2 separate regions of the Gossypium hirsutum genome follow, and region 2 is linked to region 1. Evidence: chromatin contacts called from public Hi-C data. All regions are on one chromosome and are shown on one strand. Each heading gives the region's core, a stretch centred on a gene start, on an enhancer-like site or on the middle of the called end of the contact. The rest is flanking DNA. Distances are from core to core; before and after follow the strand shown. Region 1 holds the start of LOC107963946 (actin-depolymerizing factor 2). Region 2 holds the start of LOC107885931.

The links. A called contact is a pair of places that touch in the nucleus more often than the background predicts.
Region 2: a Hi-C map of leaf shows a contact between it and region 1, with 1.9 times the contacts expected there. The contact joins the promoter of LOC107885931 here to the promoter of LOC107963946 in region 1. A contact is called at or near these places in 3 of 34 Hi-C or Micro-C datasets (anther, hypocotyl and leaf).

The regions. Positions count from the first base shown.
Region 1 is chrA03:7,891,468-7,895,976 of Gossypium_hirsutum_v2.1, reverse strand. LOC107963946 (actin-depolymerizing factor 2) reads right to left here and starts at 2,639. Exons shown (of 3, transcript XM_016900502.2): 1 at 2,433-2,639; 2 at 714-979; 3 at 183-622. The coding sequence starts at 2,435. The coding sequence ends at 472.
Region 2 is chrA03:8,040,639-8,045,147 of Gossypium_hirsutum_v2.1, reverse strand. LOC107885931 reads left to right here and starts at 2,733. Exons shown (of 12, transcript XM_016809697.2): 1 at 2,733-2,869; 2 at 3,174-3,254; 3 at 3,857-3,941; 4 at 4,101-4,297. The coding sequence starts at 2,867. It overlaps LOC107885930 (ACT domain-containing protein ACR9), which reads left to right. Exons shown (of 6, transcript XM_016809695.2): 5 at 515-799; 6 at 1,031-1,283. The coding sequence ends at 1,177.

The DNA.
Region 1 (4,509 bases), core at 1,390-3,889:
AAAAATACAAAAATTGTGAAGAGTATTTTTAATTTTATCAATTTTTAGGATTGATTAGGCTGAGTTTTTGAGATCGTGTTAAAATAGATAGGTCTAATATCACATCGGGCCTGCGCAATATTCACAAGTATGAGTAACAACCTGATATGCCATTATCCAACCATCCATAGTCAAAGTTGCAATGGAAAAAACCCCTCAAAAAAGAGTGCTTCATATACTCTTCAAGAAGATGAGACTTTTGTTTATCGACTCAGCTGTAAGACACTCCGTCCGATAACTTTGAGACATGCATAACAGAATCATAAGATTCAAATGGAAATTGCTAAACTTGTTCTAGACAAAGACTTGGATATAACATCTGAACAACAAACCAAAATCATACCACCCCACCAAACTATTAACATTTCACTTGAAACAAAAGCAGAAAGCATTTTACCATCTCCATTATTCCTGCCATTTGGAGATGCCAATTTAGTTGGCACGGCTTCGAATAACATCAAGTCCCATCTCAGTCGGGTCAGTTGCCTGCAGCTCTATTTGAATACCGTCCAACTCTCTCTTGAACCTGTCCTTTGAGCTTGCATAAATCATCTTGCTTCTCACCCTTGAGGTGTCAGGAGACCTTCAAATAAACAAAAAAAAAAAAAAACATAAACAGCAACGACTAGAATGTACAATGCTTGAGAATAATAGGCAAAAGCACTAACACATACCATGCAATGAAGAAAATCCTGCTTTTTTGGCAATTCTCAGCAGTCACAAAGTCAAAATCATAGACAGCATACCGACATTCATCAGCAGGGAGGCTTGAAGTGAAATCATCATAGCTTTGACTTGGCTCACCAAGCTTTTCTACAACAACCTGCTTCTGTTTCTCCTCAATCTTGAATACTATGTAGCGGTATGTTCTTTTGGCCTTTAACTCAAGGAACTTCAGTTTGCAGTCATCATGCACAGCCATTCCAGACGCTGCATTAGCCTGTAATGGAAAGGTTCAAGGAATACATAAGATTCCATACAACAATGACCCAATTTTTTATTTTTATTTTTTTGAGAGCACAAATACAAGAACAATCACAATTACATATATGAATAATATAAATCCAAATAACTATAATTAGAATCAATAACTGTACAATGGATTGATAACCGGAATATCTCTAAACATAGACCAAAATAAATCTAGACAAGACCCACACATGATAGGATTTAAACCAGATAAATATAAAGAGAGCACAAACAGTGTTTACAAAGGTTGGACTCAATATCTCTCCCATTGGCTAGAATTCCCAAAAGATGAAATCATAATTAGGCTAATTAAAAAAAATCATATGTTCTTGAGTTCTCTCTCCCATTTAGAAAAAAGAACATAAAGACGGATCAATGACTCAAAACAACCGGGTCAACCAAATTGATCCAATCCCACCTTTTTTTCACTGTTTTGACAATGAACCATAAATTTTGAAACAACATTCTTAAAAATTTAACAGGTGTAAATGCAATATCCCAATCTTAGAGTATTAACCAACTGGGGCCACTCTAAGAGATGAATCCGATTACTTTCTTTGTGATAAAGTCAAGCAGCAACAATACTAACAATAATAAAAGTAGTTGAGATGGCATGTCACAGGTTATCAATAGGAAATCGCTTCACCAGTGATGCACATCCGCTTGTGGGGATAAAAAAGAATGAATTAAACAATATTTTTAAATTTAAAAAACGTCATCTATCAACGATGGACACTAGAAAAATGATCAAAATGAATCCATTAGAAAACAAAAGCCAAAAAAGATAATGGATAAGAGAGAAAAAGAAAATCATTACAATTCGATAAACAGTTCGTTAAGCATTGTAAATCATAACGTTTATTAATATCTCAATTCAAACACAAAATTTCAAAGGAATCCGAATGGTAGATCCATGAAGATTAATTTAAGCATGTTTTTATCTATAATAATTTCTCAAAATCTATATAGTGTATTGATCCGTTAAACATATTTAAGTTATAACGCTTATTAATATATGAGTTCAAACCCAAATTGTCAAAGGAACCGTAATGGTAGATCCATGAAGATTAAGTTAAGCATTGTTTTTATCTATAATAAGTTCTCATTCAAGTTTTAACAATCCAAAACGTCAATACAGCATCAAGCAGAAGATCGAACAATAACCGAAGCATGAAAACATTCATAACTATCATCATTAAACCAAAATGCAAATCCAGCAACAACCAAAAAAAATAAAAAGATTCAGACTATGCCAATCAGCAGAAACACAGAGTTCTACGTTCAATGTAAATAATAAATCAGATCTAAAAAATTTAAATGTTCCACGCAAGTCAAAGAAAGACAGATCGAAGACAAAGACTTGAACTGAAAATGGAAAGGAAAATAGCAGAAAAAAATTAAAAAAATGAAAAGAAAAAACTCACCATGGCTTCTTCTCTAGGTAGAGCTTACAGAGAAAATCTAGGGCAACAAAAATATCTAAAATTAAAAATGAGAGAGGGAATTATTGGGCTTTCTCAAAGAGACTGTGAGCGATAATAAATTTCTAGTTCTTTTTTGAATTTTTTTTCCTTTCTTTTTTGTGCTGAAGTGAAATATTTTAGTGGTTTTAATTATTAATTTATATATTCTTTTTGGGGCTCCACTCCGCTCCATATCATGATGGAGATCGTGCGAGACAACGAAGACAGAAAAAGAATCTTATCCAATGATAAAACGACACGTGTATTAAGTTGAAATGCTTGATTTGCCCCCAATTCAAGGTTCTTTTCGCGGTCGGCTACTCGGTTTTTTCGACACAGAAAGAACTTGGATTTCCCACATAGACATAATAAGATGAGCCCAATACATATGTATTTCGGAAAGCAAGCCCAATGTACCCTTTAAAAGGGTTGGCATATATAATATGAATTATAACTATGACTTTAATTGAAAAAGTAAAAAAATAAAATAAAAATAATGTGCCAGTTTGTTATTGGTAAAAATGACATTACTGTCTCAAAATGACGGTTCATGGCTATGAATGCCATGCTTCTTTTTGCACTATCGAAATCCTTTAGTAAAACCAAATCTAAACAGGGTGGCTGTAAAATTCTGTTCTCTTATGAACAGCAAATATCAACTGTATTATTATTATTTTTAATAATTTTATTATAGATTTTAATTATATTTATTTTTATGATACAATATTTAAAATTAAGGTAAATTACACCAATAGTCACTTAACTTTGAGGTAACTGACAAAACAGTCAATTAAGTTTCATTTCAGTCACTCAACTTTCGAAAAATCACAAAATAATTCTTTTTACCGTTTTCCATTACAGACGTCACGGAAAAGTGACGTGTCATGTGACGATGTCTTTGGTGTTAAAAAATCGTCCAGCCAGCCAGTTACTCTCAATTTGACAGCCCTACCAGCCCTATCTTTGCTAAACTGCTACTCATCCCTCTTCCTAAAATTCCAGTGGAAGTATTTCAGATAGTTCTAGCTTCAACGGTCACTGGAATGGTCCATCTGTACCTAGTGAGATACCTCCATCTTATGCTTTTCCTGCAATGGATCTCCATTATCAAAGTTGGGAGCACCATTCCCCTCCATTCTCTACATCTAACCGTTGTTAATGTGGGTTTTCAAACATTCTTCTTCGCACTTGCTGCAGCAGTTAATATGGCAAGCCTTCTGCTTTTTCTTCTTAGTAGGCTTCCTTTGAGGGCATTCAGATGGATAAACAAGGGTCTTCAGGTTACAAGCACTTTTCCGTTTGCAGTAGGCTCTTTCTTGCCCGGTCTTTGATGACGACATGTTATAATTCACTTCATCATCGTCTTTCTTATTCTTTTTCTTATCTCCATTGCCCTTGTTTTTGCGTTTGTCCTCATTGTTGTCGCCCTTGCCCTTACCATTGCTGTTGCCATATCCGTTACCATTGTTGTTGCCATTCCCACTGTTACCCTTACCTTCACCATGCACAATGGCGACTTCAGTGGATAGTAGTACGATAACCAGAACCACCAGAATACTATACAACATCATCTCGTAATCGAATTAACACACTAATTATATGTTTGTTTCTCCTCTTTATTGCTTATGATTATTATTAGTGGTAGAGTCGATCAATGGAGGAGAGTTTTCAAGAGCACCATTATCAAAGTTGGGAGCACCATTTCCCTCGAAGCCTCTTCATCAGATACTTTCAAGTGCATTGAGGCGCCTTTTCTTCAAGCATTGCACTGATACCTATTTCAGTTTCTAAACCCATGTTGCAATGCTTCAATAATTCTGTATGTTGCTCCACTTTCTGCAAAGGTTAGGAATACATTTCTGTAACTACACCATTACCCCTATTTAAAATATAAGAATCCATGCTCCCATTCTGATGCTTATAATGTAAGTGCCTTTTGCTGGCATAAAATTGATGGAAATTTCCATGCTTGATTCTTGATATGTAAAGTTCAGGGCTCAAATGGGTGACTTAAGACTAGGTCACTAAGAGGTTCTCA
Region 2 (4,509 bases), core at 1,484-3,983, 150 kb before region 1:
TATTCTGCTCATGAAGTTAGTTTCTATTGTATTGCACGAAAATTTGCATGTCCGGTTATGTTGCATAGCTCCTACATCTCACAGGTTGAAGATGTCACATTGCTGAGTTCATATTTTTGCAAAATTTACATGATTGGGGTTTGAAGCAGTTTCACCTCTACCTTTTCAATGCTTGTCCTTAGAACTTTTCATTCTCCAAATTGAAATGGAAAACACCAATGATTTGTCTGTTAAGAGATTGATTGTCAGTAATTCTATATCTTTCCTTAGATTAGACCTGCCATTGAGTTGATGGATTCCCTTGAACCATAATTATGATGTGTGGTGTTAACTGTTTCCGAAGGTTCTCTGTCGGCTTGTTTTCTTTAGCCACTAAATTGCCTCTTCTTGGATCAAGGTGCTCATGATTGAAACGACTTTGAACGTCTGATGCATCTCCTCCTTTCTTCCACTTTGGCTTCTGCATGAATTTTCAACTTTTCTGATATATGCTACTTTGTTTTGTTTTTATCAGATAGCTTTTGGCCGGTTCTCACCAAATTCCAAAGGCTGCCGTGATTTGGACCTCTTTATTCAGCAAAAGGATGGCAAAAAGTTTGTGGATCCTGAGAAGCAAAATGGACTATGCTCTCGTTTGAAGGTGGAAATGCTTCACCCATTGCGTGTCATCATCGCAAACCGTGGGCCTGATACAGAACTTCTGGTTGCTAATCCAGTTGAGTTATCTGGAAAGGGGAGACCAAGAGTTTTCTATGATGTTACACTAGCTCTAAAGGCTCTTGGAATTTGCATATTCTCGGTAAGCATTCATTTCCGCACCGAAAATGATTTGAAGTCCATAAATAGATTGTAACTTACTGCAAAATTGCTATGATATAACATAACAGAAGATAACAATGATACAACAATGCTTGGTATTTCGAACTCAAAGGTTTAGCTTGTATTTCCGTCGTTTAATACATAATAGCATGGTTGGCATCCAAATCATGGCTTTAACCTTCCATTAACCATTTGCTTTGTCGGTTTTTAGGCTGAAATCGGAAGATATTCGAGTTCAGATCGAGAATGGGAAGTCTACAGATTCCTTTTGGACGAGAACTGCGGATTCCAATTATCGAGTACGTTAGCTAGAAATCAGATTGTAGATAGAGTTAGAAGAATGCTGATGGGTTGGTGAGTCCAGTCAATCTTCTTTGTACATGTCTTATGAGTCCCTCCATAAAAAATGATATTTTCTCCTGGTTTCCACTTTTGAGCTTTAATAATCTCCGAGTCTTGATTCACCCGGCCTCTCTTGCAATGCACTGAATACTCCAATTACATCTCAATGCATTCGGCTTGTATTCTTAAAATGAACCTTCGTTTAATAATATTTTTTTTGCTAAAATATAAACTAAAAATTTTAAAAATTACAATATGATTTTTGTACTCTTCATATATTTAGAATTTAATAATTATACTTTTATTTTTAAGAATTTAATCTCTCTACTTTTCGAAATTAAAATTCAAGTTCATCTGTTTACATTGTTAAAATTTTCTATGAAAGTTGTTTGTGTGATGATTTGAAAATAAAAAAAAAACTTGATATTCATATAACAGAAAAAAAAATGACATTGTAATGTATCTAAATTCAACAAAAAATTTTAACGGTGTTAGTAATTTTTTAAATTCACATTAGCATTTGAGTCAAAATAAAATATTTAGATTAAATAAAGATGCTATAAAAATTAAAATATTAAACTATATCAAAATTAAAATATAAAGGTAAAATTTCAAATTTGAATAAAATATAGGGATAAAATTAAAATTTAATTATTTTTATATAATCTAAAAAATTAGAAGAATTAGAATTGAAATTTAGCCAATATTTTATTTGTAAAAAAAAAGAAAAAAGAAAAAAGAAAAAACAATGGAATGGACAAGTGTCATGAAGGAAGGGATTAAAATTGTGGGAATTTTGAATTTGTATAACTGTATACATAAGATTTCATTAATATATGTTTTTACTAGAGAGGAAAGTAGTTTAATTAAATTTTTAATATATACAATTAAATCAAATAAAATTAAAATCAAAGTTTTGTACATATAATTGTACAAGATCAAAATTTACTAATCATATTTAATAAAAGTTTATATATAATTTTGAGATTTGAATTTATTTTCTACTTAATTATCAATTGAATTAATTTGAATTAAGGCAATTCAAGTTTTAAACTCTTCAAGCCTTTCGATTCAAATCAGTTTTGAGGTTGGGTAAACTTTTAATTTGAACCAATTTCAAATAAATTTTCTATCATTTTGAATTCATGTTTTTATATTTTTTTGAGATTTAAAATTTATTTGGAGAAGATTACAATTATAAATATACAATAATTATAAATACAATACTAATATAAATTTGAATTTGAATTTTTTTTAATTTCATCGGTTTAACTCATTTTGGATTATTGTTAATGTTATTTTATTCTAAAAATATTGAAAATTAATTCTTATAATGCCTTAGCATACAAGTAGAAGAAAACTACAGATTTTACACGTATAAAAAAAGGTTTAATTTTATAGCACGTGGCTCAATGGATTAAAAGCAACTGCTTTCCAATTCTCCATTCTCGGGTGACCGTGGTTTGCTCTACCCAGTCCCACACTTAGGCCACTCAAAACTCACATCCTACGAAACAGCCACGTGGAACGTGAAATCATACACGTGGAAAATGTTAAAACGTACCAGCAACACCCCATAAAAAATTGTTAATCAATTATAATCAGTCTCTACTCTCTACCACCATTCTCCCCCATTTTGGCTTTCCTCTCAACAAAGCTCTTCCCCTCTAATCTTCCACGCTGTTGCTTCTCTCTCACGCCATATATGGTCATGCTTACCTTCCACATTCCGCCATTAATTTATTTAAAAAGTTATATTTTATAGTAAATAATTATTATGAAATTCACCGCCTTCTGAACTTTTTGATGGTAAAAGGTCAAAACGGCCGCTGCTATTCGTATCGAAGAAAGTACTTCTGTTGGGAGCGAATAGGCCGGAAACGGAAATATAAAAACTATTTGATTGGATCAATTTCAAATTTGATTTCAAAATTCCTCTTTCTCGAATGATAGATTTTAATTTCCTTCTTCTCCTGTTGAGATCTTAACATAAAAGGTAAAATAAAATGCAGCAACAAGAAGCTTCTTCAAGGCCTCAAAGCTCCGCTTATCTCAACAAGCTCTCCCTAGAAATCGAGAAAAAGCTTCAGCGGGTTCGTTTTTCTCTTATTTTTATTTTTGTTTCTCGATATGATAAAAGGAAAAGCGGAATATTTTTTTTTACGTTTTCAAATCAATCTTTTAATTTGTTTTTTGTTGTTTTTTCTCGAAAAAGGAGTATATTAGGTTTAAGATTTAACGTTTTAGGTAATGATTGAGTATTTACTAGCGTCTGGACTCTGTAAAGTCTTCTAATTTTATTTTATTGTTTCTGCTAAGCACTTGATCTAAAAAGTAATAAAAGCACTTCTTTTTCTGCGTTTAAGAGCCTATTGATCGATGTATGTTCAAATTGATTGCAGGCATTAGCGTCTTCATCTTATATGATGAGAGGAAAACCGAATTTGTTTAAGATTTTTTTAAAAAAACAATCTTCTGATTTCTTTTCCTTTTTTTTCTCGTAAAAGGGATATATTAGGTTTAAGGTTTAACATTTTAGGTAATGGTTTGAGTATTTACTAGCGTCTGGACCCTGGGAAGTCTCATATTAATTACATCGTTTCTGCTAATCATTTGATCCAAACTCAAAAGTAATAAAAGCACTTATTCTGCGTTTAGGAATTTCTTGATCGATGTATGTTCAAATTTATTGCAGGCATTAGCGTCTCCATCTCAGAGACGCAACTTATTACAAGAACTATTTGCAGATATAGCTTTGGAAGTCGATGATCGAGCCAAAGGTTAGCTAAGATCTTTAACTCATTCTAATTGTTTGGCTTTTCGTATTAAAAATTACATTAATCAAATAGATATTTTTCAAGTTTTCGTGCCTTTGTAATTCTTTTTATCAGATGGAAATTTAATGTTCAGTTATGTGTGATTTTGTTGACTTAAAACAGATATAATCCTAAGTAGAGACGAAGATGCAATAACTCCTGCTGAGTTTGGTGCTAATGGTCGATTATGCTTTTACGATGTCCTTGCGGATTACTATATTCGATCCCCTGATAGTGGAAAGCCGATCCTTGATCTGATTGTGCAACTATGGAGCCAATCATTCGCATCTCACATTTTTTCCCTTTTATTCCATAAATGGGTAAGCGATCTCATGATTAGTTTGTAGTCCTTTTGTCCTTCATCATGAAATTCCTCTTTCCAGATCTTTTTCTTGCTGCAGTAGTAATTCACGTTTATGAGTTCTTCTCTGGAGAAAATCATTTTCTTGTGAACCATTTCTAATCAAGTTAAAAGATATAAAATTCAGTTAGCTTTCCCCGAATTTTAATCTGATTGCCCTGTGAGTGGAAC